Regions from separate parts of the Mus musculus genome. Here region 2 is linked to region 1. The links are chromatin contacts, called in public HiChIP or PLAC-seq maps. All regions are on one chromosome and are shown on one strand. The core of a region is the stretch at or near the end of the contact, and the rest is flanking DNA. Distances in the headings are between cores, read along the strand shown.

Evidence for each region. HiChIP or PLAC-seq counts read pairs in DNA pulled down with a chosen protein or histone mark.
Region 2: a contact with region 1 is called in an H3K27ac HiChIP or PLAC-seq map of trophoblast stem cells, with 15 read pairs. The contact joins the enhancer-like site here to the promoter of Eprs in region 1. A contact is called at or near these places in 14 of 39 promoter capture datasets (the 3T3-L1 cell line, the C10 cell line, HPC-7-derived erythroid cells and 7 more), 1 of 15 datasets of contacts at CTCF or cohesin (the NIH/3T3 cell line), 117 of 484 Hi-C or Micro-C datasets (the 63-12 cell line, B cells, the C10 cell line and 56 more), 21 of 115 datasets of contacts at active chromatin or transcription factors (CD8 T cells, the HPC-7 cell line, the NIH/3T3 cell line and 9 more) and 4 of 9 other capture datasets (adipose tissue, embryonic stem cells, liver and 1 more).

Annotation. Positions count from the first base shown.
Region 1 is chr1:185,359,798-185,366,967 of GRCm38.p6, reverse strand. Eprs (glutamyl-prolyl-tRNA synthetase) reads right to left here and starts at 3,924. Exons shown (of 32, transcript NM_029735.2): 1 at 3,725-3,924. The coding sequence starts at 3,770.
Region 2 is chr1:185,398,751-185,405,920 of GRCm38.p6, reverse strand. Eprs (glutamyl-prolyl-tRNA synthetase) reads right to left here. Exons shown (of 32, transcript NM_029735.2): 17 at 6,582-6,699; 18 at 4,253-4,612. Among named protein-coding and RNA genes, the nearest start is that of Eprs, 39 kb to the right of the region's middle. Within about 2 kb of position 4,075, at least 18 of the 459 cell types and tissues checked have an H3K27ac peak or open chromatin away from gene starts, as enhancers often do. A contact at or near this core is called in trophoblast stem cells, where this site is marked.

The sequences.
Region 1 (7,170 bases), core at 2,675-5,174:
TTAAGATGGAAAACTAGCAGACACATATTCTGCACATAGTATTCTATGTAAATACTATGCTCTACTGGGAATAAGGCCCTATCAAAGAAAGTACAATAATCTTGCACAGCTTATTATAATAGAAAACAAGTGTGCTGATTTGAGTGTTTCTGTCACTATCTAAGTTATGTTGACTATGGTTTGTAGGTCTGTCCCCTGTTAAACTGTATGTTGAGATTTAGTTACCCTGGTCACAGTCTAAGAAAGGGTCCTATAGAGTCAAGCGTGATGCCTGTATTCCCAGCACCCTGGAAGCTGGGGCAGGAACATCAGGAATTCAAGGGAAGCCTGGAATGCTTGAGGCCCTAGGCTCAATAACGATGGAAGGGTGAAGGGGAGCTGAACCTTCAGGAAAGAACTGATACAGTGAGGGGGAGGGGCTGTTCTGTCTTCCCCTTCCTCAAGCATCTATGACACAGCAAGACTACCACTACAACTGGCTTGTTGATCTTAAGACTTTTCAGCCTCCAGAGCTGTGAGCCAGAAAACTTCTGTCCATTACAAATCACCCTGTCTGTGGTACTGTCTTAAAGCAGCACAAACCAGACTAAGACAACAATGGATTTCTCAAAGGTAACATGTTTTTAAAAAGCAGACAAAAATTTGGAGGGACAAACTAGGACAATCCAAGTAAATGAGATACATTTTGGCATATCCAAAATGGGAGCCCTGTCTCGCATATAAAAAGAACGAACTATTGTTATAGGCAACAAGATGTATCACAAAGCACTATCTTGTGTATATAAAGACATATATGGTATGAATCAATGTACACAAAATCCTAAAAGCAAAAACAAAACAACAAAAATCAGGTAACTGGCTACCAGATGCCAGGGACAGAGAGAGAATTTTCTGTAATGGGAATATTTGGCATTATTGTTATGGAGGTTTATATATCACATATGTCCATACATATTTGCCATTGGATATTAAAGCATACAATTACCATTGGTGAACTTAGATATATGCAAATTCCAAGTCAACTAATTCTCAAAATTAGTTTTAAATAGGAAATGAAGTATTTCACATACATTTTGTTATGAATGTAACATGAGAAAATTGCTGATACACATGAAAGGAAATGTCAAATTGCAAAGTCACACTCTTTAATAACCCAGATAGGCAGGATACAACAATGGAAGCCGAAACCAATGAAGAGAGAAATGTTTGCACGGCCCCAAGTTCTTTCAGTTAAAATGCCTTTGGTTGTCCTCAACATGCACACAGCAGATGTGCAGCTTGGTCTCCATATGGATCTCCTAACAACTGGAGCAGGGCTGTCTCTGACTCTATTGCCTCCTTTTACCCTAGCGTGGAGTCTTGTCTGGCCTCAGTGGCCTAGATCCACAGGGGGCTTTCCATTCTCTGAAAAGGGAAGAGAGGACTGGGGAAGGCAGTGTAAGGGTGGGACTAGAAGGAGAGGAGGGAGGGGGACTTCGATTGGACTGTAAAGTGAACAAATAAATAAATCAATGAAAAAATAAACTAAAAATGCCTTTGGTTGAAAGAGAAAGCTTTACATCCGGGGTAGTGGCAGGTGGACAGCACAATGACAGGCAGGTGGCACTTCAATAAGTGTTCAAGACCAGAACGGACAAATCAAATTCACACACCGACTGCTGGGCTGGCAATGTACAGCAGGAATGATTCCACCATCCCTGCCCAGGACGGACAGCTTGACGCCAACCACTGGGAAACATTTAACAACCCAATTAAGGGATACATAAGTAAGAGGTTTGGCATCTTCAGGAGACAACGCTATTAAAACCAAGCTAATAAATCATTCCACATTGAAAGAAGACGTGAAAAAGGACAGTAAAGGGCAAATAAAGCATGGTCCTCCTAGATCCTGGCAACTACTTAGAACAATCAGCCCCAGAACAACAAAGACGACTGAGCATTAGGCAGAATTCTATCAGCCTATACTTCCTGGATGAAGTCAGGGAGAGATTCCTTGCCTGTAGGAGACACCGAAGAAGTATTCTGGAGGCAGAAGCATCAAATAAGCTCTGTGTTCTTAAGTAGGATGGGGAAAGTTCTATGTGTGAGTTTGAAAGTGTTTTAGCACACACACACTCTCACAAAATGACATGTTAAAGCCATAAAATCCTCACAATGTGATGGGTTTTTTCTAAATATTTAATCCAATTTTATTACTTAAAAGAGAATATATATCTGATCTATAGGCAATAAAAAATTAAAATAAGAGAAAGAGGTGCAAGCAGAAAAATAATATACATTCTCTAACTGGCTTAGAGTTCAAAATGCAAACCAAATTTAAGAGTGTTTTCCAGAATACCAGCAGAATTTGATTCTGAGTTTTAAGGATACAGACTTCATGGTCCCCTGCAGTGATTTTTCAAGGCAGTTTTTACAAACACAAAAAACCTCACACACACACCCCACCCCTCCGGGGGGGGGGGGGGGGAACAAAAACAAAAAAAAACCAAACCTATAGTTTAGCTATGCACTGAACAGCTAAAATGTGAAAAAACTCTTCCTGTAGTCTCACTAAATTCTGGCAACCAGCGCTGGAAAGGTTTCCTTCTTCCTTACAGAACAAATCAAGGAATCTCAACTGCACTCCGCAGCGGGCAGAACTCAGGCCTCCAGGATTAGCCACGAGGTCAGCATCATCTACCTAGTGCCGTTTCAAACCAAGAATCACATCTACTTCTTTCAGGGCTCATGGATTTGTTGTGAGGTTAGCATACAGAGACTGGAACTAACATGCTAAAATGTTATCATTTTAGAACATTTCAAGCGATTGCTACAGTCTATTTTTAGGGCTGGTGAGTGTGGCTCAACAGTCAAGTGCTTGCCTACAATGCAAAGCTCCCTGAGCTGTTTCCCAGCGCATTAATACATAAATAAATGTCTTTTCACTCCAATAGGCGCAGACTGCTGTCAAAGTTGAGGTTGCAAGAAATTTCATCAGCCCCACATGGCCAATTGTATTCAAGGGGCTGACTTTTTGAGTATTAGAAAAAGTACTTCCAAGTCTACATGATAAAATTTTTGGGTTGTTTCCCAAAGTAATGAAAAGACAGAAATTTTAAACTAGCTAGCAATAGCGTTAGCCACTTTGAAAAATCAATTTCGAATGGAACGTAGGATGACGTTTACTCGAGCCTGGACTACGTCCACGGGGTGTGTAGTAAAACAGCCAGTAGCATTAGTCCGCAGCGTTCCTACGGCTTTCCGTAATTACAGCCTTCGACCACAAGCCAACGCAGCCTCAGTAAAAATTCCAAGTGCTGACAGAAAAGTCTACCTTGCTCCCTTTAACTCGACAACCGAAGGGAAAGTGGGGCAAGTGAATTCAGATCTCCTGAGAGGTGGGGAAGGGGCGGGAGGTTCCTAGATCGCATTAAAAGGACGGGCCGGACAGACAGTTGGGGTTTTAATTCCACTTCAAAAGCCACTTGGGACCCTGGCAGAGTCGCAGCCATAGTCTCGTGTCTCCCCGCGGGGCTCTGGTCCTGTCCCCCCACTCCCGGGACAGCGGGCCTCGGGAGACGGCGCCCCGAGCGGACAGAGGCCGGGGCCACGCGGGGCTGGGTTCCCCGCAGAGCAGAACAGGCCCGTCCGTCCCGGGGCGGGAGGCTCGTTCGGCGTGACCGCCGCGGCACCAGCCCCGCACCCACGCGCTGATGCAACCCGCGCGGGTCGGCGGCGCCCTTACCCAGCGGAGGGTTTCCGGCGTTCACCGTGAGGCACAGCGCCGCCATCTCCCAGGAGCTGCGGTCTACTCGTCGGGCTGCCTTCCTGGCGGCGAGGGTTCAGGTGGAAGCAAGGAGATGCAACGTGTGCGCGCGACCGAAGGCACCGCAGCCCTGACTCCTCCCCACGGGCCGCCACCGCCGGAGTCGGTGCGCACGCTACGACACGTCATAAATATGCGCCCGCCAAGGCAGCCTTCGCTCCGCCCCACTCCACGCGCCACGACTGCAGAGAGGTCAAGGCAGGCTACTCTGTGCGTCATCGCTGCGCGCCCACGACATTTCAGCCTCTCTCCCGTCCCCGGCCCGCGGATACTGACGTCTGGCGAACGCTATTGAACGTAATCGCCGTGCGTCGCCTCCACCTTAACCGCACGCTCCAGTTGCCTCTTGGCAGCAGGACTGGGCACCCGTGAGGTGCCACTCCGTTGTGGAAAAGGAACAGCCGTTAAGACCCATCGGAAAGTGAGGGAAGCAGGCGGACGATAGACTAGTCCATTCTGGGGCAGTGGCACATCCATGCACAAAGTCGACGAGCTACACTGGGTATAAGGGAGCTTCCCTTCAGTCTTCTCTAAAAGGAAATATTTTCAGGATTGTTTGGTGTGGTGCACGTCCCAGCATCTAGGAGGCAAGCTAGAAATACAGAAAACTATGGGGACAAAGAGAAAAAGGACCTGCTTGCTGGGCCTCCTGGCCCTGAGAATCAAGATTTCCAGATGTTACTATCTGTAGTGAAGCCTGCCAATATTGACAATGTTTGGGGGTTTTGTTTGTCTGTTTTAGAGAGAAGCATCTTCAAATGAGAGGGTTAATAATAATTCAGGCTATACAGAGAAACCCTGTCTCAAAAAACCAATAATAATAATTCAGGCTGGAGGCCTACGCGTATGTGAGCTTAAGGATGGTCTGCGAACCTCACAACAGTTAACTTGTGTTCACAGTGGAAACAAAAGAACAATTCAGGAACAGCCCATGACCAAATTCCTTAATAACCTTTAAAAATAATAACTTCAGTGTTCTTGCTAAGACCATGAAGTGTGACTGTGGTATGCGTCCTCTTTGGAGCACCTGTCAACTCCCATGCTTTAAAAAAAAAAAAAATCACATAGTAAACTCCAACTTTGAATCATAGTGGCTGCCTCTGAGGAGGTCTTCATGATAGACTTGTCTTGTCATTTCTGGAATCCAAGGTAATTAGAGAAGAGTATGACTGGGGGTAGGGGATTGAGTCAGAGAAGAAACAAAATGGCATTAAGTGCACTGGCTGGTGCCTTCTTTCATTCCTTTGTAATAGAAGTACCTTGCCGGCTGCAAAATGGCTGTGTATAAATGCTGGTTCAGAGGCAGGGACCCAAAGAAATAGCTACCCTATAGTTACATGAAAACATTGGCACATTCCTGAGGCTATTGGAAGGTAAGGGTAAATATGTACTGCTTCTGAAATCTCGCCTGCACCTTGAACTTGAACTTTTGGAAAATGCCCTGGGCAAACACATGCATCACAGAGAATTTGGATTAGAAACCCCCCTGAAAGATGCCTACTTATACACCCGGAAACAGGACAAATATTAGGGCAGCAGTGTGCTTTTGGTTTTGCATCTGAGCAATCTAGCCAAGGCTCTGCAAGTGTTCTACTCTTAAGATACTAAACACTGAGTCCTGAAGTCTTTCTTGAAGTTCTTGTCTTTTAACCATTACTATACTTATTTGTTGGTTTGATCGTCTGAGGCAGAATCTCTATATCTACCTATCTATCACAAGGATTGACCTGAAATAACTAAAGAACTCTATTTACAAAAAAAAAAAAAAAAAAAAAAAAAAAAAAAAAAAAAAAAAAAACCCAACCAACCAAAAAAACCAAACAAACAAACTGCAGAAAATGGGTTATGTCACAAAAATGAGGCGTTTCCCCAATCCTGTATCCGAAGCCCTGATGCATGCTGGGGAAATCACCACTGAGCTACTTTAAAATGTTTACTTAGGGGGTGGGGATAAGGAGTGTCTCAGCAGTTAAGAACAGTGGCTGCTCTCACAGAGGATTCTGGTTTAATTCCTGGAACCTACATGGTGGCTCACAAACATATATAACTCAGATTGCAGGGTGTCTTAGTTAGAAATTCTGTTGCTCTCATAAAACACTATGGCCAAAAGCAACTTGGGATGGGGGCAGGCTTATTTTATCTCACACTTCCAGATAACAGTCCATCACTGCAGCTGAGTAGGAGCAGGGATTCAAGCAGGAACCTGGAGGCAGGAACCTGATATAGAAGCCATGGAGGGGCGCTATTTACTGGGTTGCTCTTCAGGGCTGGCTCAGCCTGTTTTCTTATAGTACCCAGGACCACCATCTCAGGAATGTCACTGAATACAGAGCTGGGCCCTCCCACGTCAATCATCAGTCAAGAAAATGCACCACAGGCCAATCTGGTGGAAACATTCCTTTTCCAAAATGATTCTAGCTTCTGTTAAGTTGACATAAAACTAGGAAAGAATCCCATACCTTCTCTGGCCCCTGCAGGCATTAGATGCACATACATGTGCACAGATATACATGCACATACATGTGCACAGATATACATGCTGGCAAAATACCAACAAACATAAATAAAAAGAGCACTTGCTGTTACCAGGGTTACCACAGGCAGCTCACCACCATCTCTAACTCCAGCACCCTCTTCAGGCCTCCAGGGCATTGGCCTCACACATACAAACCACACATACATAATTTAAAATAAAAAAACAACTTTTAAATTTGTTTATTTTTCTGTGTGTAACCCTGGAGGTATATGAGGGCATCCAACCTCCTGGAGCTGGAGTTATAGGTGGATGTGAATCACCTGGTGTGTGCTGGGAAGTGAACTCGAGATCTCAGCAAACCAGGAAGTCTTCTTTATCACTGAGCCATCCCCACAGTGCCCCCCCCCCATTTCTAAAAACTCAGTTTATCTCACTGTTCATAGAACTGTATGCCAGCAAGAAAGAAAATAAATGAAAACAAAATAGAATGAAGCAGTGATGATCAGATGTGGTGGAGTTACAAAACATGTGGTTTTGTCAAATTAGAGTGGGAGCAAGACAGAAGGACTGTTTAGAAACAACGTGGGGGAGGGGAGACTATAAGACATCAAAGTAGGCCTTAAGAGTGGAGGTCTAGCTTGTCAGTTTTGTTGTATGTTTGAGGCAGGTTCTTACAACATAGCAAAAGTGGGCCTCAGTCTTAGAATCCTCCTGCTTCAGCCTCTGGTGTACCAAGATGGCAAATGTGTACCACCATACTAGGCTTAGAGTTTGAGCATTTTAATCCAAATACATATTGTGTGTTTATTGTTGTTAGTTTCAGGCAGGATGATATTGTTGCCAGAGTTGGTCTCACAGAATCTTCAGCACTCTAAGTCGAGCATAAGCT
Region 2 (7,170 bases), core at 2,826-5,325, 39 kb before region 1:
TGACGGTCGTAATTCCAGTCTGTGGAAACTGAGGCAGAGCAATCCTGAGTCCAAGGCTAGCCTTGGGCTACACAGTGTAACCATGACCCAGGAAAAAAGGGTTAGGGGTGTGGGTGAACAAAGAAGATCAGGGAAGGCTACGTGTACTCCCAACCTGACCCATATTGCCATTACTTCAGAATTATAGTTATTTCCCAATAGAATGCCTTTCTTTAGAAAAATGTCACAGTTAAAGATAAGGAATGAGAACAGGAGGGGAATCCATGGTTGGAGAAATGAAGAAGGAAATGGAAGGAAAGGCAGGGAAAAGGAAGGCAAGGTTACACTGTCAGCTAAAAGAATGAAAATGTGTGCCGGGCATGGTGGCGCACACCTTTAATCCCATCACTCGGAAGGCAGAGGCAGGCGGATTTCTGAGTTCCAGGCCAGCCTGGTCTACAGAGTGAGTTCCAGGACAGTCAGGGCTATACAGAGAAACCCTGTCTCGAAAAACCAAAAAAAGAATGAAAATGTGAAGAATAAGAAAAAAAAGGACACCCTTGTAAATATGTCTACAATATACTTTTTGAAAGAAGTTCCAATAACCCAAGTTGACCCAAGAGAGAACTGACTCCCACAGCTGTGTCTGATCACTTATCACACACACTCGTACTTACACATACACACTCACACATGCTCTCTTTCTCTAGTACTCTTTAATAATAGCATTAAAATAAAGTTTAAACATTCACTTGAGTTTGAAGTCAAATGGTACAGTGTCTTAAGGAAAAATTTCTGTTTGACAATTAGAAATATTATAGAAAAGAAAATTAAGATAAATAATCTATCACATTATTGAATGAGATACTCTACCAAGATTATATGTATAATTATCACCATGAAAATTTCCCTGATGACTTAGAAAACAGCTGTAAAGGTTTCTGAGGAAAACTAGAATTACTAACAAAAAGCTTTTTCACTTCAAGTCATATTTGGGCTCTGCCAGATGCCATGCTAAGTGTCCTACAAGGAACTGTTTTACTTAATTCTCACCTACACGGCATCTAGATACGCAGGCAGTAATCATGCCTGGCTATCCTGACTACAGAGTTCACAGCATGGTCAGTGTGTCAACACTGGTGTGAGTGTGCACAGGGCTCACCACTCACATTCCAGCCACAGTAAGCTCCAGCTTTGCTAAGTCCCCATCTCAAAAAGTGAGGTAGACAGAGATACAGGAGCAACATCTAGCAGCTTCACACACACAAACACTGTATATGAACATGCATATTATGTATTATCTGAGTGTCCCTGGCAGTATATAGTATACACTAAAGAATGTGGAAAGCAGCCTTTTAACTTTTTTCTAGACTAAGAAGAAGCTGCTGAGTGACACTGTATGACGTACTTACTTCCAGAGCTACTAGACGTTACGTTCCTAATGGACAAAGATTGTTTTGAGCTTATGAAACACAACTACACAAATAAAATTTTAGATAGTCATTGATGTGGACAAATGATGACAAAAATAACACACACAAAATTTCTCTGAATGTTTCAGGCTGAATCTAAGCTATTCAAAAATGATCTTAAAATTTTAATTCAAGACTGGGAGAAAATAGAAATAGAAGCCCTCATCTCTGCTCATTTAGAATTTAAATATGTGAAGTGCTATTTCTGCAGCAGCCACTAGGTGGAAGCAGTTTAACATGGAGAATGGTGAGACCATCAAAAAGAGAAATCTAGTTTCCTTAGCTATTAAATGCTGAGAACTTCTCAAAACAGCTAAAACGTCATTTTTTTTCCTCTAAAAAACTTCACCTTTTCTCTTTAGCACACATAAGCAAGCAATAACCACACGCATTTATAAGAAACACCTCCCCAGAGCAGAGGCTTCAACTTGGTGGGAAGGAGCTAAAGCCAACCACAACCAGCCATGTTTCCACTGAAAGAGTGGGGAGGGTGAAGCCTGTGGCCTGTGTTTACAAGATATTGAAATTAACAAATTAAAAGGTCACAGGATTTTTTAAAAAAAAATAGTATCTTCTAATTAGAAATCTGTTTATTTGAATTAGTAAACTCTGTAAGAAATATCTCCAAAGAAGTCATGACTCCACCAGTTAGTACAGCAGAGCAGAGCCCAATTAGTTTGCTAAACCCTCTGCTCCTGGGCAGGAGTCAGGCTCTGTGAGTCTCCACTTCAACTTCCTAACTCCACAGCCTGGAATAGACAGAGACAACACAGACTACTGACTGTGGCTAGCAGTGTCCCATTAACATTTCATACTCTGCTAAACTGGGCTGTAGAATCTAAAGTTTAGTGCTTCATAATGCCTTTGCCATTTATGGTTACTGTCTAAATCATCAGAAACTACATAATGAATGAATGTAATTTTTTTTTTAAATTAAAAATAGCTCTCTCTGCCTCTGTTGGACCTGGAAGGCTCAGGCATTGCAGGGCCGTGCAGAATAACAGAGTTCACGGGCCTGTACCTGCCTCTGGAACGCTGACTCCCCTTTGGCCCTTGCTCTTCCATCCCCTGGGCCTTACATCCCACCCCTCCCTAACCCACATCACTGGTGCCAAGGACACACATCCAGGTGGATGAGACCTCACAGGCAAGTTTAGTGGCCAGTTTAAAAACCTGTGCTATCTTCAGGGCCACTTAAAGGATGGGTGAGTCCCATGATTCTGTTCTGTGACTGGCTTTAGTGGCTGATGACATGTCTCAAAACACTTTTGACTAGAGGAACTAAGAATATCTGCCATACAAACAAACAAGACCAAACCCAGAGCCAGACATGGTGGCTCTCTTCAATCCCTGGGCCAGCAGCAACAACACCTGAACAATTATTTGGGCACAATTAAAATACTGTGAGGGTTACTCTTCACTGCCAATTTAACTGCATTTAGAATCACCTAGGAGACACAGCTTTGGATATCTGTAGGGTGTTTGCAGAGAGGATAAACTGAAGGATATGAATGCTGAGATGGGTGCCACCATCCCAGCGGCTGGGGGTCCAGAATAAATGAAGGACAGAATGCCAGGCCAGTGCCTGTGTCTCCTTTCTTTGCTTCAAGCCCATGAAGAAAGTGAATAAATCCCATCAGCAGGTCCGTGAGACACTCTTGCCTGTCCTGATCTATGGCGGACTGCATGCCTGACTTGTGAGTGAGGACAGCCTTTCCCCCATGGACTGCCTGTCAGGTTATTTGGTCAGAGATGAGAAACACAGTAATACAAAAGGCAGGATGTCGCTTTGCATATCCTGGGTTTCCTTTAGCATAAAGAAGAGAGGCCATGGTCCTTGTGTTTTAACAAGACATCTAAAACTTCTAATGCACAAAGAGCAAGAATCTCAGTTCCACAGTCAAGATGAACTCTGTCATCTGTAAAAGGCTTCTCTTACTTCAAGAGGGAGAGGGAGAGGGAGAGGGAGAGGGAGAGAGAGATATGCTGGGGGTCATTCCAAGCTTCATGCCTATTAAACAGTCTCTAAACTGAGTGATACCTCTAGGTGTGATGGCTTATACCTTTAGTCCCATCAGTTTGGAAGCAGAGGTGGATAAATCTCTGCGAGTTCAAGGCCAGCCTATTTATTTAATAAGTTCTAGGACAGCCAGGGTACATACAGAGACCTTATTTAAAAAAAAAAAAAAGTTTTTGAGCTATACTCCAGCCTACAAGGAATATTTTAAATACCCTTATGAACTGCCTTCTCCTTCCGCATTACTCTGGGCTATAAATCCATCTTATAACCACTCAAATGTATCACCCAGGTCACACTCACATCACAATGTCCCTCACCCCTATGAACTGTGAGGGTTTGTTTTTTTTTTAAAAAACACTTAAATGTTTTTCCATTTTAAAAAGATTTTTCTCTTGTTTGTTTGTATGTGTGAGAGTATGTATGTATGTATCTATCTATGGACAGGTATGTATGTATGTATGTATGTATGTATGTATGTATGTATGTATGTATCTATGGACAGGTATGTGCACAAGTACAGCTGCACACTGAGACTGTAACACTGGATCTGCCTGGAGCTGGATAGAAGAAGAGTTGTAAAAGGCTTGACATGGGTTCTGGAAGACAAATTTAGCTCTTCTGCAAAAGCAGTATGCATACTTATGCACTGAGTCATTCTGCAGCCTCAGGCAGTAATAAATGATGATTTCTAGCTCAAAAGTATTTAAACAGGGAGTCTAGAATCTGCTTCATGGGAGAGAAGGGCTTGCTTACGCTGCACGTGTGAATCCAGCACACTGACCTTAGGAGCCTTTTCCGCTTTCAGCTTTCGGACCACCTCCCCTTGGGCAGCGACTTTATTGTATAAAGATGTACTTTCCACAGTGTTTGATGATGACTTTGTAGAAACAGTCTGTACTGCTGCAGCAGAGGGGTTCCCAGGTTTATACTCCTGCCCAGTTTTCTCTTTATATTCAGCTTTCAAAGTCAAAAGCTGCTTCACAGCTGCGTCTATATCTTCCTTTGGCGCTTTCTTGGCTTTCAATTCACGAACCACATCCCCCTGCACCGCCACTCTGCTGTAGAGGACGGAGGAATCCTCAGCTGTAGCACAAGTAGAACTCACAGCAGGTGCTGGTCTTTCTTTAGGAGCAGAGCTTGTCTACCAATGCAGAAAGCCAAAAGTAAATATTAATTCATGTTAAACACCTTCACAAGCTTATATAAAACTTACTACTTCATCATAAATAATTTCAATTCCTTCAAAAGCGCAGATGAATCAGCTCACACCTAAAATGTTTATCCCACAGCAATGGCAGCAGCAGCAAAGGAAGAAGACAGCAGACTGTCTCGCCATCAAAAACCTCGGAGGAGGTAAGAGGATCCACAGGAGCCTGTATCTTTATCTTTAGGAGACCAAAGTATAACACATCCATTCAGTCAAGAACAAATCACCACTACAGCACATGACAGAGAGGCAACATGAAATAATCATGTAATAATCATGTATGCTACTGGAAAGGTTAAGTACATTTAACCCATTTAGGTTGATGAAAAACACAGACCTGCTTTACCATTACCATTCCTTAAACACTGAGCTAAGCCTCAATTTACTCATCAGCAAAGAACTCTGACACACACACACACACACACTCTCTCCATGCATCAAAAAGCCCTAGATCAGATTTCAATTTTGATATTAACAGTTTCTACCGGAGGCAAATATCTCCAAGGATCTATACATCAAAAAGAAACCATTAAGACTGCAGAAATCTCACTACAATATTGATGGTCAACTGTACTTGAATTTGTTTTAGGGTTTGTGGTTTCTAACCATATCCATATATACATTCTTTAAAATTCCTTCTTCCTAGAAGTGAGTCTCTTGCCATGAATCTGGGACGCAGCAGATTTGACTCTGAGATCTTCCAGGCCAACATGAAGACGATGCTGCCCTTCCTCTGCCTACTGAGCACACACTTCTGATTTTTGTTGATTTGCTTCTTTTCTTCCAGACCATCACTTCTGTAGGTCTGAGCTGTTAACACAAGCGGCCTCCATGTTCTGGAGGCTGCATCATGGAGGCCGCATCTATCACAGAGCCACCATCAATTGATACCCAGGTGAATGAATCACTTGAGATGTTCAGCTCAGTTTAGCCTTTGGTGGTCACAGCCGTGGTCTAAATGACAGTAAGTAAGATCGCCCACCATCTAAAGGCAAAGGGACTCTTGCCACTGCTAACTCTAAGTACTTCCTTTCCTTTCTGCTTTTCAGACCTTTAATGACAGGAGAGAGCTCTTCTATACAAGGTAGTTGGGATAGAAAAGTACAAACAACAAGAATCCTGTTAAAAAATAACAGAGTAAAAGAAGAAAGAGAGAAAGGGTGAGAGAGAGAGAGGATGTACTGCAGGGAGGGGGAGCCCCTAAATGCTCTGTGAGTCTAGGCTATCTTAGTTTTTGGTATAACAAAATTACTTTTAAAAAATGTAGGTTAAAAAAATAAAATAAGGGGCTGGTGAGATGGCTCAGTGGGTAAGAGCACCCGACTGCTCTTCCGAAGGTCCGGAGTTCAAATCCCAGCAACCACATGGTGGCTCACAACCATCTGTAACAAGATCCGACGCCCTCTTCTGGAGTGTCTGAAGACAGCTACACTGTACTTACATATAATAAATAAATAAATCTTTAAAAAAAAATAAAATAAAATAAAAAATGTAGGGCTGGAGAGATGGCTCAGCGGTTAAGAGCACTGACTGCTCTTCCAGAGGTCCTGAGTTCAATTCCCAGCAACCATATGGTGGCTCACAACCATCTGTAATAGGATCTGATGGACTCTTCTGGTGTGTGTCTGAAGATAGCTACAGTGTACTCATATAAAAATAAATCTTAAAAAAAAATTCTCCAAAATGTTTTAAAATCTTATAGGAATGGATGATAGAAACAAACAGCAAAACAAAAAACAGCAAAACAAAAAACAGCAAAACAAAAAACAGCAAAACAAAAAACAGCAAAACAGCACTTCTTGTCTTCTTCAATCTCAGAATCTCAAAAGCAAAGACAGCCATGTCTAAAGAGATACACTCCAAACCCTCCGATTCCAAGCTCTCTGTATAAGTCAACATTTACCTCCTTTTTTGAGATTTCCACTTTGGTCTTTTCCTTTGATCCGGATGTTGGCATTTCCTTTGTGTGCCCATCAGGTATGTATATCAGGATGCATGGAGCTTCTCTGCAACTATATGGGCTAAAAAGAAAACAGTCAAAAGTTTATTTGAACAAAATTATCTAAATAGCAATTAAAGGTGAATTACTAGATAAATTCAATGCTACACAGTTAATGCTTTTCAAACCACAGTGCGTTCTTGTGGTAATGCCAGTTAACTAAGAGTGGGTATGATTTATTCAGTTTTGGTCCCTCCTGTACTAATCTAAAAGGGGGTCTGCTGTCTGATCTAAAGAGACTATCTTATCTGAGAGTCTAACCTAACTGGTTCTGAGCAAGCTCCTTCCTCTGCATAGAGAAGGGAGTAACGGGTGCTTCTGGCCCTGCTGATTCACAGCAGCAAAGCCACACCAGCTATCATCAACCTGTACCCACGGGTTACTTCCAGCATTTAGGGGGTCTGGGGGGGCATTGCTCTTAGGAGTTACATCCCACGGAGAAATGGAAGTTGTTTCACTTTAGAAATGAATGACTTATTAGCATCCAGTGTGC